Linked DNA regions of Mus musculus: region 2 is linked to region 1. The links are chromatin contacts, called in public promoter capture Hi-C maps. All regions are on one chromosome and are shown on one strand. Each heading gives the region's core, a stretch centred on a gene start, on an enhancer-like site or on the middle of the called end of the contact. The rest is flanking DNA. Distances are from core to core; before and after follow the strand shown.

Region 1 (4,800 bases), core at 885-3,384:
TGTAAAGTCAGAGGTTACCACAATATAAATGAAAGCTTTTGCAGTGTGTGTGTGCCGGGGGGAGGGGGGAGGGGTGTCACAGAACTACAAAAGCCCCACCCTGAGGTCCCTGCTCAATTAATTACCATCTCAAGTCTCTGGAGAAGACAGTCCTGCCTGGCTCAGTGGACTGTGCATCACACACTGCCTCACTCATGCTCAGCCTCCTCACCATCATTTCAAACTCACTTCCTCCCCTCTCACTGCCTGGTTCTTCATATGTGGTCCAAGCTTTTTGGATCAAAGCAGGAACCGTTTAGTGCAGATCTAACTTGTACCCTCTTTCCCTCGTGCCTTCCCCAAGCAATAAGAAATGGCAAGCCTATCCTCATCTCTTCTCACTACCTTTTCTAAGTCAGTTTGACACCGCCCACCCACCCCCTTTCCTCCATATTACCTGACAATTTGGAGGCTAAGGTGAAAGTTGGCATCAGCATTTTATTTTCAAACTATCATTCTTTCTAATCTGGGTAAGCTCTCTCTGAGCAGACAGCTGAGCCTGCCTCAATTGTCTTATTACCTCCCGCGGGAGCAGTGAAATTTCTGCCTGTCTTCCATATAATCCTGTTCGGTACACACAGCGCTTTCAGGGACTTCAGTATATTCTCTGGTCCATCAGCCATTCTAAGGCAGTCCCTATATATACTCCCTTGATGGGCCACATTCATTAGGGAAATATATCAGCCCATAAGACAGTGCTACCAGGATCGATCCCATGGATTTCCCTTACTTTCCCCTAAGGCAACTTGCTCAGTCTGAGTATCATGTCTTATCAACCAATAGCAGAACGGGGCCCGTGCTGCTACAGCAAAGAGGCATACTGCTCCATACCACATGGAGAAGAACCTATACTACACAAATGCCCCACTCTTAGATAGCTTAGTTTTAGTCTCATCACCCAGAAGGAAAATACAACGGCTTTTCCCAAAATTATCCCTTACCAGATGGATGCCTAACAACCATCAGAAGCTCGATCAAATGGAGGCAAACATGCTCATGTCTGGCTATTATGATTGCAGCGCAGGACATAGCTGCTGGGCTGGACATTTTACAGTGGGCATCAGACTGAAAAGAGAAATAGCCCAGGAAAGAACATGGCAATTAGTAAGCCTTCCTGTGAATATAACCAGCTCACCAAGCAGACTCAGGGGACAGAGACTAAGAGATTCGAGGGCAAGACCCCTCAGTAGGAGTGTCAAGATTAAAATGTTGTTAGTCATTGTGGTATTGGGTGGCTTCCAGGAATGTATCCAACAGCTATTTAAAGAGCACTTTAAAGAATTGAGTCATGGTGTAGCATATCCACTGCTAATGGAGGCTGAGGCAGGAAGATTGGAAGTTAGAGGCTAGCCTGGGCTGCATAGGAAGACTCTGTCTCAAAAACAAAAACAAAAACACAGCAAACAAACAAAGAAGAACATTTCATAGAAATTTGAAATCCCTTGAAATTGAGTAGCTCACACATGAAAGAAATTACTAGGTTTCTTGCCCCAGTTAGAGGGCTTTTGTAGAGTTTCCCCATATTCAATAGTTTTAAGACAACACCACACTGAAGTTGTGAGCTCTGAAATATTTTCTCTTTTTTTTTCTATTTATTTATTTATTGAGGAATAAAGTTCTATCATTTTATATCCTTATAAAATTTTGAAATTAAAAAGCTTTTCTAAAACCTGAAAGTTATTCTGATCAACCATACTATACCACATGCAAAATGGAGTCAGAGCTTTCTGTCTCCTCTGTAGCTAAGATCACTAATGAGTTATTGTATGAAAAGGCAATAAAATCATGCTGTCTGGAGAGTGCCAATACTTTCAGACTAGTGTATCACGTAAACTCTTTAGTAACAACCTACACACAAAAATTTAATCTGTAATAATCAAAGGCCCAAGTGAGCAACGACAGTCCAGGAAAACTTCATGGGAGGATTGCATTTCAGTTGTCAGGAGATCAGACGCTGGCAGCAGGACTGCATCCATCAGTCAGTCCAAGTCGGCAGTTATACATGACCACCACCTGATTGGCCCAATCTCTGTCCTGATTGGTTAGAGCCTGCCCTAGCAGTTGGCCAATGTTTTGCATATTTTCTGTGTCAGTTAGAACAAACAATATTCGCAAAAGCACCAGAAGGAAGAGTCTTGGCTCATACATCAAAAGGTGAGGGGACTGGCTTGAATCCAGCTGGGGCAGATGTGGGAGGTACAGCTCTTTAAACTCGAGTAAAACCAATTGTGAAGGGAGTTGAATGTTAGAGGAAAGGAATTTGTCCATTATCCTGCAAGCAGGGGAGACTAATGAGCCCTATCGGTGACATAATATCAACATTTTTATTGTAATTTAGGAATCACAAACTAGCAGGAAGGAGGAAGATGCCTTAAAGGGCTATGACATATGCACTAGGAAAATAGAAATTGGGGCTTGTTCTCTCTATTGGTTGCTTTTCACTGCTGTGTCAAAAGCAACCTAAGGAGGAGGAAAGGGTTTATTTTGATTGACTGTTTGACTCACATTTAATCCTGACAGCAAGTTGGCAGAAGCACGGAGTCATGTTGTTTCTGTAGTCAGAAAGCCGAGCAAGATAAGGACTGCGTTCATCTGCCTTTCCCTATTTCTCCTTTCTACTAGGTCTGAGACTCACGCCCATGGGCATGGTAAGGCCATGTTCAAGATGGTTTGTCTTTCCTCAGTTAAATCTTTCTGAAAATACTCCCACCAGACAACATGCCAAGAGCTGTGTATCCTAAGGTTCCAAATCCTGTTAGTTGACAAGATTAACCATTACATGAGTCTCACCTCCTTAACTCAGGTCTGATACTGTTAGCTTATAGTACTGAAAGCATACTGAAGGCTTCTTGTCTCTGCTAGATTGCTCTGAACTCCTCTTTTCTGCCACTGCAGCAGTAGGTGGTTATAGCCAAGTGTCTTCATGCTGGGTACCTGAGGATGTCTGTTCTCTCTCTCTCCCCCCCCCCTCTCTCTCTCTCTCCCTCCCTCCCTCCCTCCCCCTCTCTCTCTCCCTCTTTCCTCTCTCTCTCTCCCTCTCTCCCTCCCTCTCTCTCTCTCTCCCTCTCTCTCTCCCTCTCCCCCCCCTCTCTCTGACTACTCCAATGCAGAGGCAGTAAACTTGACATATAGAACTGTTGATACCCAGAGTGACTATCAGCCACAGAGACTAGGAAGGAGGACTTAGATAAATGCTTTCTTCATCCCATGGTGCTGGAATTTATTTCAGAGGGCTCCCCAGAGTTCCTATAGTATCTAGCATTTCTGTCCTCTAGACTTGGAGTGGAATGTGTTGGTCCCAGATTGACACTTCTAGATTGCAGTAGAATGTTGAAGTTGTGGGACCTAATGGGGACTGTGAGACACTGGTGCCCTTCTCTTTCTCTCTGCTTCCTGGCTGTCCTGTCATAGCTTCCTCTGCTATGCACTCCTGCTATGACATACTGCTTCACTACAGCCTCCAAACAGTGAGGTCAATTGACCATAAGGTGAAGCTCTCAGAAATATGAGTCAAAGTAACCTCACTCCCCACATAAGCTCTCATCTCAGGCATGTTGTTACAGTATCGGAAAGCTGACTGACTGAAATACAGTCTATTGACACTACGATGTCATTGTCTCTTTATAAGGTAATGCTTTTGTGATCTTATCTTCAGAGAAAACAAAAGGTTCCAATTCCATCTTCCCTGTATTATGAGTGATCAAAATGCTTTTCTTTCATGTATGCTATGATTTTGATTCCACCTGCCCAGCTCAAGGGCAGACCCTGATTGACTTACCTGAAAGGACAATTTACCATTTTTAACCGCAACCTGTCCACAATTAGTGGGCAAAGCAAGGAGAAACCAATCAGGAAATCTGGGGCCAAAAGCTTAAGGAACCAGAGAAGACAGCATCTAGCCTCTAGAAACAGCTCTACTCATCTTATGGCTCATGAACGCAAGCTGAAGGTGAAACAGAAAGGAGGGAGATTGCTGAACTTCTAAATCAAGCTCCTGTATAGTTCGCATGACCTCACATAGCTTCTGATAAGTGCATTATTAGTCATTTATTTAGTTTTGAAGCCAATTTGAGGCAGGCTCTTCCTGACTGTAGAAAGGTTCTCAACTGCTAGAGTGCAAATAGACTGTATAAGTTATAGGCCTATAAGTCATTCCTGTTTGCTAATTTTTCTATTACTCATTGGTAGCAAGAATAGTGATGGGCCATGGAACAGGTTAAGATATTATTCTAAATGGTTGTTTTGATTTACTATCTTCTTTTAGGAAAAAAAAAACTAGATCATTCACAGCATGTTCAGAAACCAATCCCATATAGAATATGTGAAGAAACAAATGATTGAAAATAGAATACCACTTATCTTATATATAAAACTCACAAGTCATCAAAGAACAGACTGTTAGATACATAAATATAATAACATAAACTTGTTATATTGTAAAAATTCCCAATATAAGTAAAGACATACATAACAAACTAAAACAGCTGAAGCTTATACAACAGAGTTGAGGCGAGTACTCTGTAAGTACAGAGTTCCTGTAGGTCAAAAAGAAAAGAACAAAGCTGCTACATCATTGAGATTTGTTTATTATAGGTAAGGTTCTGTGCTGTCACTCAGTGGTAGAATGCTTACCTAGCATGTATGAAGCCAGGGTTCCATTCCCAGCATCAAAAAAGAAATTGGTGGGTGGTAGTGGGTAACCTGTGTGACGACAGAATTTAAGTAACATATGACAAGACGCTAGATTTAAGATTAAAGTCA
Region 2 (5,429 bases), core at 916-3,415, 1.2 Mb after region 1:
AAACTGGGAGTCCTAGTGTCTTAGTTAGGGTTGTACTGCTGTGAAGAGACACCATGACCAAGGCAACCCTAATAAGGACAACATTTAGTTGGGGCTGGTGTACAGGTTCAGAGGGTCATTTCATTATCATCAAAATAGGAGCATGGCAGCATCCAGGCAGGCATGGTGCAGGAGGAGATGAGAGTTCTATATCTTTATCTGAAGGCTGCTAGAAGATTGGCCCCCACATGGTTAGGAGGAGGGTCTCAATACCCACCCCACAGTGACACACTTCCTCCAACATGGCCACACCTCCTAAGAGAGCCACTCCCTGGGCCAAGCTTATTCAAACCACCACACCTTGGCAGCCAGATTAGCTGGTTACCAGAAAGAACCAGTGAATGGACACCAACCTCCATTCACAGGGGAGGCTGGAGCCTGAGTTCCAAAACTTTTGCAAGGATTGTCGCACATTTTCACTTTATGCATGAACTCTGCCTTGTGCCTCTTCTGTTTGGCTCTTCCTAGTTGTATCTTACACAATAAGCCATGTGTTATTAAGGGTTTCTTCGATTCTGTAAGCCACTCTAGTGAGTTACCAACTGCCACACCTCAGCAGAACATCTGTATTTTCCAGTTGACCAAATAGTGTGGAAACCTGAGCACCTTATTTGCATATTTGCATCTGGTTTATGGTGAGTTTTTCAGCCTTTAACTTGTGGCTCTGACACCATCTTCAGGTAGAACAGTGTCAGAATGGAACTGTTGGATACTCACCTGGGAATCAAAACATTGGCAGTAGACAAGGTACTGTCTGGGTGTGAGAATCTGTCCAAGTGAGGGAGACAATTCACTCCAACCTCAAAATCTCTTTGAAGTTCCTAGTTCATTTTTAAACTAGTCTGAGGCTGGGCAGGGGTGGTGTGCGCCTTTAATCTCAGGCAGAGGCAGGCAGATCTCTGTGAGTTTGAGGCCAGCATGGACTACAGAGTGAATTCCAAGATAGCCAGCCCTATACACAGAAAAACCCTGTCTCAAAAAATCAAAGAAACAAACTAGTTTGTGAACATTATACTTATTATCACAATATATCAATGTCTATCTACACGTTAAAAAAAAAGTGTCCTGTGCTGTAGATTTTGTAGATGCTGGAGGTGGGGGCACTCTAGGTAGATCTGGATTGGGAGTCCCATACTGTCAGATTCAGTATGTAGATATGGACACTGTACTGGACACTTAATGACTAGAAAGTCCCAGCCAAGGGACTGAGGGGCCTGTTCCTAAAAATTCCTCTCTAGCTCAGGGTCTTTGGCCATAAAAATAATTTTCCAACTTCCTGGGGTCAAACCTGACCTTAGCTCAGCTCTGGGACCTGAACAGATGTTCCCATCCTTTGTGTGCTACATTGAGTTGGAGTGATGAAGTTTTGTGCACATAAGATCACATGGGAGGGGCCCTCAGCCTTGGGGAGGGATGAGCAGCCTGTGAGTCCTCAATAGATACTAAAATCAGTAACTATTGATGACTCCTTAAATTCTGCTATACCGTGCCCAGTTTAAAAGCCTGGGAAAATTAGCTTTGCTTTTTGTTCCTTGATTTGTGGACCAATATTTCTAAAACCCCAATTTTTTTGTGTAAGTAAGTATACACACAGCCATGGTGAGGCAGTTAGTCACTCCTAAACGGTGGTCCCCAGAGCCTGTCCTCAGCATCTCCCTGTTAGAAATTCTCTCAGAACTGCCTGGGACACCCTGAATCAGATATGAGGGGTGGGGTGGGGGAATGGGAGGTGGGCATGACATTTGGTGATGAAGTTATCAGTTGAAGCTTGATCAAGGCAAAGTTAGCTGGAAGGCAAAGGCACAATACAACACTTAAGGAAGTATCCAGTGCCAGGATATAGTGAGATGTTCTTCCATTAGTCTTCTGGCAATTGGGTTTTGACCGGCAACCCCCAGAAGGCCTGACTGAGCCTTAGAGGGTCTGGGATCCTTGCGGAGGAGAGGTGGCAGTTGCAGGCCAGGCGCAGGCTAAGCGAGAGGGGGGAATGAATGCCTTCAAGTCTGAAGGAAGGCGCTTAGCCATGGAGGGAGGTGCCAGCCCTCTTCTTTGAGGACAGGGGGGTGGGGGTGGGGCGGGAGGACCTTGACGTGCTCTAGTGCTAGGCGCCAATGGCCACCGGGTGCTCTTGTCTGCCTGCCTAGTGAGCTCCCGGTGGGTTCCTGCTCTGTCCCCTGCTCAAGCGCAGCAGCAAGGTCACCAGGTAAGTAGGTGGAAGCTGTAGCTTCGGCCTTCCAGCTTTTAGAACCACTGAGGGGCACAACTACACAGATGCGACCTGGGACTCGAGCGGTTTCGGGGATACAGGATGAAAGGGAAGGGATGCACTTCGCTCGATTGCTTGCCTTAATGACATTCTTGTATCGCGGATTCCCTAGGCCAGTGACAGCCAGGACGTCTCCTCCGGAAGAATAACTTCACAGGCTGGAAAACTTTGTCTAGTTCTGAAAGTTGAGAGCTACCCCAGAGGATACAGACGCGCATAGCAGCCGCGGGGTGGATCAAAGCTATCGGCTAGCCTACGACCTTCAGAAATCCTAGTCTCCACTACGGACGTAGCTCTCAGGTGTTCTGGCTGTCGCGCCTCCCTGTCTTGGCCCTCCCCTTGGGAGCTAGCCGCAGGCCAGCATCCTCCTCCCTCTTGGTCCCGGGCAGCAGCAGCTAAAAGCTGGAGGTTCCAGGCCGAATCCGCTTTCTGCCAGGGTAGGCAAGCCCAGCCGACACTATGCGCTCCTTCTGCTGCGGGAGTAGATAAAAGTTTCCAGAGGACTCTCCGCGGTTCCCGCAGGACGAAACCCGGGGCCGGATCGGACACTGTCATGGATCCCTCGGGAGAACAGCTACACAGATCCGAGGCGTCCAGCTCTACGTCTTCCGGAGACCCTCAATCCGCGGAGGAACTGTCGGTCCCCGAGGTCCTTTGCGTGGAGAGTGGCACCTCTGAGACCCCGATCCCTGATGCTCAGCTCCAGGACCGGCCCCTGTCGCCGCAGAAAGGGGCAGCTCTCCCGGAACAGGAGGAGCTACAGGAATATCGCCGCTCTCGTGCGCGCTCCTTCTCTTTGCCCGCAGACCCCATCCTGCAGGCGGCCAAGCTCCTGCAGCAGAGGCAGCAGGCGGGACAGCCCAGCTCAGAGGGTGGCGCGCCGGCTGGGGACTGCTGCTCCAAGTGTAAGAAGCGCGTGCAGTTCGCCGACTCCCTGGGACTGAGCCTGGCCAGCGTGAAGCACTTCAGCGAGGCCGAGGAGCCTCAGGTGCCCCCGGCCGTACTTTCCCGTCTCCACAGCTTCCCGCTGCGCGCCGAGGACCTGCAGCAGCTCGGGGGGCTGCTGGCAGTGGCAACGATGCCTGATCCTCTCTTGGTACCCTGCGCCCGGCTCCGACCCCACTTCCAGCTCCCGGAGCTGCGCGCTGCGGAGGAGCGTCTGCGGCGACAGCGAGTGTGCCTGGAGCGTGTGCAGTGCTCCCAGCCGCCCCGCGCCGAGGTGACCGGCTCTGGCCGAGTGATCAGTTGCCCCGGACCCAGGGCAGTGGCGGTGCGCTACACTTTCACGGAGTGGCGTACCTTTCTGGACGTGCCTGCTGAGCTGGACCCGGAGTCAGTGGAGCCCCTGCCTCCATTGCAGTCAGGGGACTCTGGATCAAAGGCTGAGGATAGTGAGGAGGGGCCCGGCACCGAGCGTTTCCACTTCTCGCTGTGCCTGCCCCCGGGTCTGCAGCCCAAAGAAGGGGAGGATGCTGGCGCGTGGGGAGTCGCTATTCATTTTGCCGTCTGCTACCGCTGCGAACAGGGAGAATACTGGGACAACAACGAGGGGGCCAACTACACCTTGCGCTATGTGTGCTCCACAGACCCGCTCTGAGTCCGGGAACTTCGGAACTTGGAAAGAGGTTGACCAGCTAGCAAGGGCTCCCCGGGGATCCTTAGCTGAGCAACGCATTGACAGAGCGTGGAGCGATAGGAGTAAAATGTTAAACCATACACTCTCAGCGCAGATTCACGGCAAGCTCTGGCAGTGTTCTCAGTGTTTTTCTCATCACTTCCACTGACCTTTCTACTCGCCTCTTAGAATTCTCAGCCTGCATCCAAATAAGGAACATCCTCGTTTCCCAGGGAGAGGCTCTCTCCAAGAAAAGGGCTCTGGGACCCTGAACCTTGGGGATTTGTTTCTAACTTGAGACTTGGTCCTTACACCTTGATGAAAACCTGCAGGAGAAAGACATGGCAGCCCACCTCCACGTGGGAGAAGAAGGCCTTCACACGTGGAAGCTTCACAGCCAGGCTTGATTTTCAGAAGGCTAGGAGGGCGTCAGCTTGTCCTTTTAACTGGGCTCTGGAAACACCTCCCCAGATTCGATGTATTTTCTTCCGTGATTGGATACAAATGTCTTTTAAGAAAGTAAAGGCCGCGTGAACATGTGTCCTCTCTGTGTTTCATGTTTTACCTTCCGAGGTTTTGGGGAGTCCGTGGCAGTCAGAGGATGCTCGGCTGATGACACGGCAGTGTGACAATTATGAAACAACAGTATTAACACATTTTCTCATGACGTGGAATAGTCCAAGTTCCCCACACTGGGAATAAAAATCTTCAAAATGTTTTGTAAAAAGTATTCGGTCCCTTGCCATAGCAAAATGTTGGAGGAATTAAAATGCCACAGGCCTTGGCTGTGAGTTGCAAGAGCCCATCACATCCGTACCAAACCCTTTTGTGCAGAGGAGCTGTCCCAGTCTCTGGGCCATTAGCAGTCAGAGATGCTGGGCTCTTGTAGGCTGCACTCCAAGTGCAGGGTTTGGGGGCTGAAAGGTGCCTTCCTCCTCTCAGAGGCACACAAGGAGTGAAGAATCAGTGGCGCCAAAGATCACTCAGCAAGCACTGTTCCAAACCAGACAGGGCAGGCACTCTGCATAGCAGAACCCTAGTTGTCCAGTGTGGGGACCATCTTCATTCACTTTAGAGGGCTCTATATGTCCAGGTCTGAGTGAGAGGGCATTCTGGGTAAAAACTTCGCTCCTTACTTCCCACTCTTCCTGAGCAACTTATTTTCTTTCTTTCTTTTTTAAAAATATTTTTTATTAGGTATTTTCCTCAATTACATTTCCAATGCTATCCCCAAAGTCCCCCATACCCTCCCCCCCTCCCCTCCCCACCCACTCCTACTTTTTGGCCCTGGCGTTCCCCTGTACTGGGGCATATAAAGTTTGCAAGTCCAATGGGCCTCTCTTTCCAGTGATGGCCGACTAGGCCATCTTTTGATACATATGCAGCTAGAGTCAAGAGCTCTGGGGTCTTGGTTAGTTCATAATGTTGTTGCACCTATAGGGTTGCAGATCTCATTAGCTTCTTGGATACGTTCTCTAGCTCCTCCATTGGGGGCCCTGTGATCCATCC

What was found. Promoter capture Hi-C pulls out the DNA fragments that hold promoters and counts their contacts.
Region 2: a promoter capture Hi-C map of liver shows a contact between it and region 1, with 2.5 times the contacts expected there. The contact joins the promoter of Ppp1r3g here to the promoter of Fam50b in region 1. A contact is called at or near these places in 3 of 39 promoter capture datasets (embryonic stem cells, hippocampal neurons and liver) and 1 of 9 other capture datasets (embryonic stem cells).

What each region holds. Positions count from the first base shown.
Region 1 is chr13:34,732,716-34,737,515 of GRCm38.p6, forward strand. It overlaps Fam50b (family with sequence similarity 50, member B), which reads left to right and starts at 2,135. Exons shown (of 2, transcript NM_001382856.1): 1 at 2,135-2,193.
Region 2 is chr13:35,965,741-35,971,169 of GRCm38.p6, forward strand. Ppp1r3g (protein phosphatase 1, regulatory subunit 3G) reads left to right here and starts at 2,166. Exons shown (of 2, transcript NM_029628.1): 1 at 2,166-2,242; 2 at 2,418-4,648. The coding sequence starts at 2,859. The coding sequence ends at 3,902.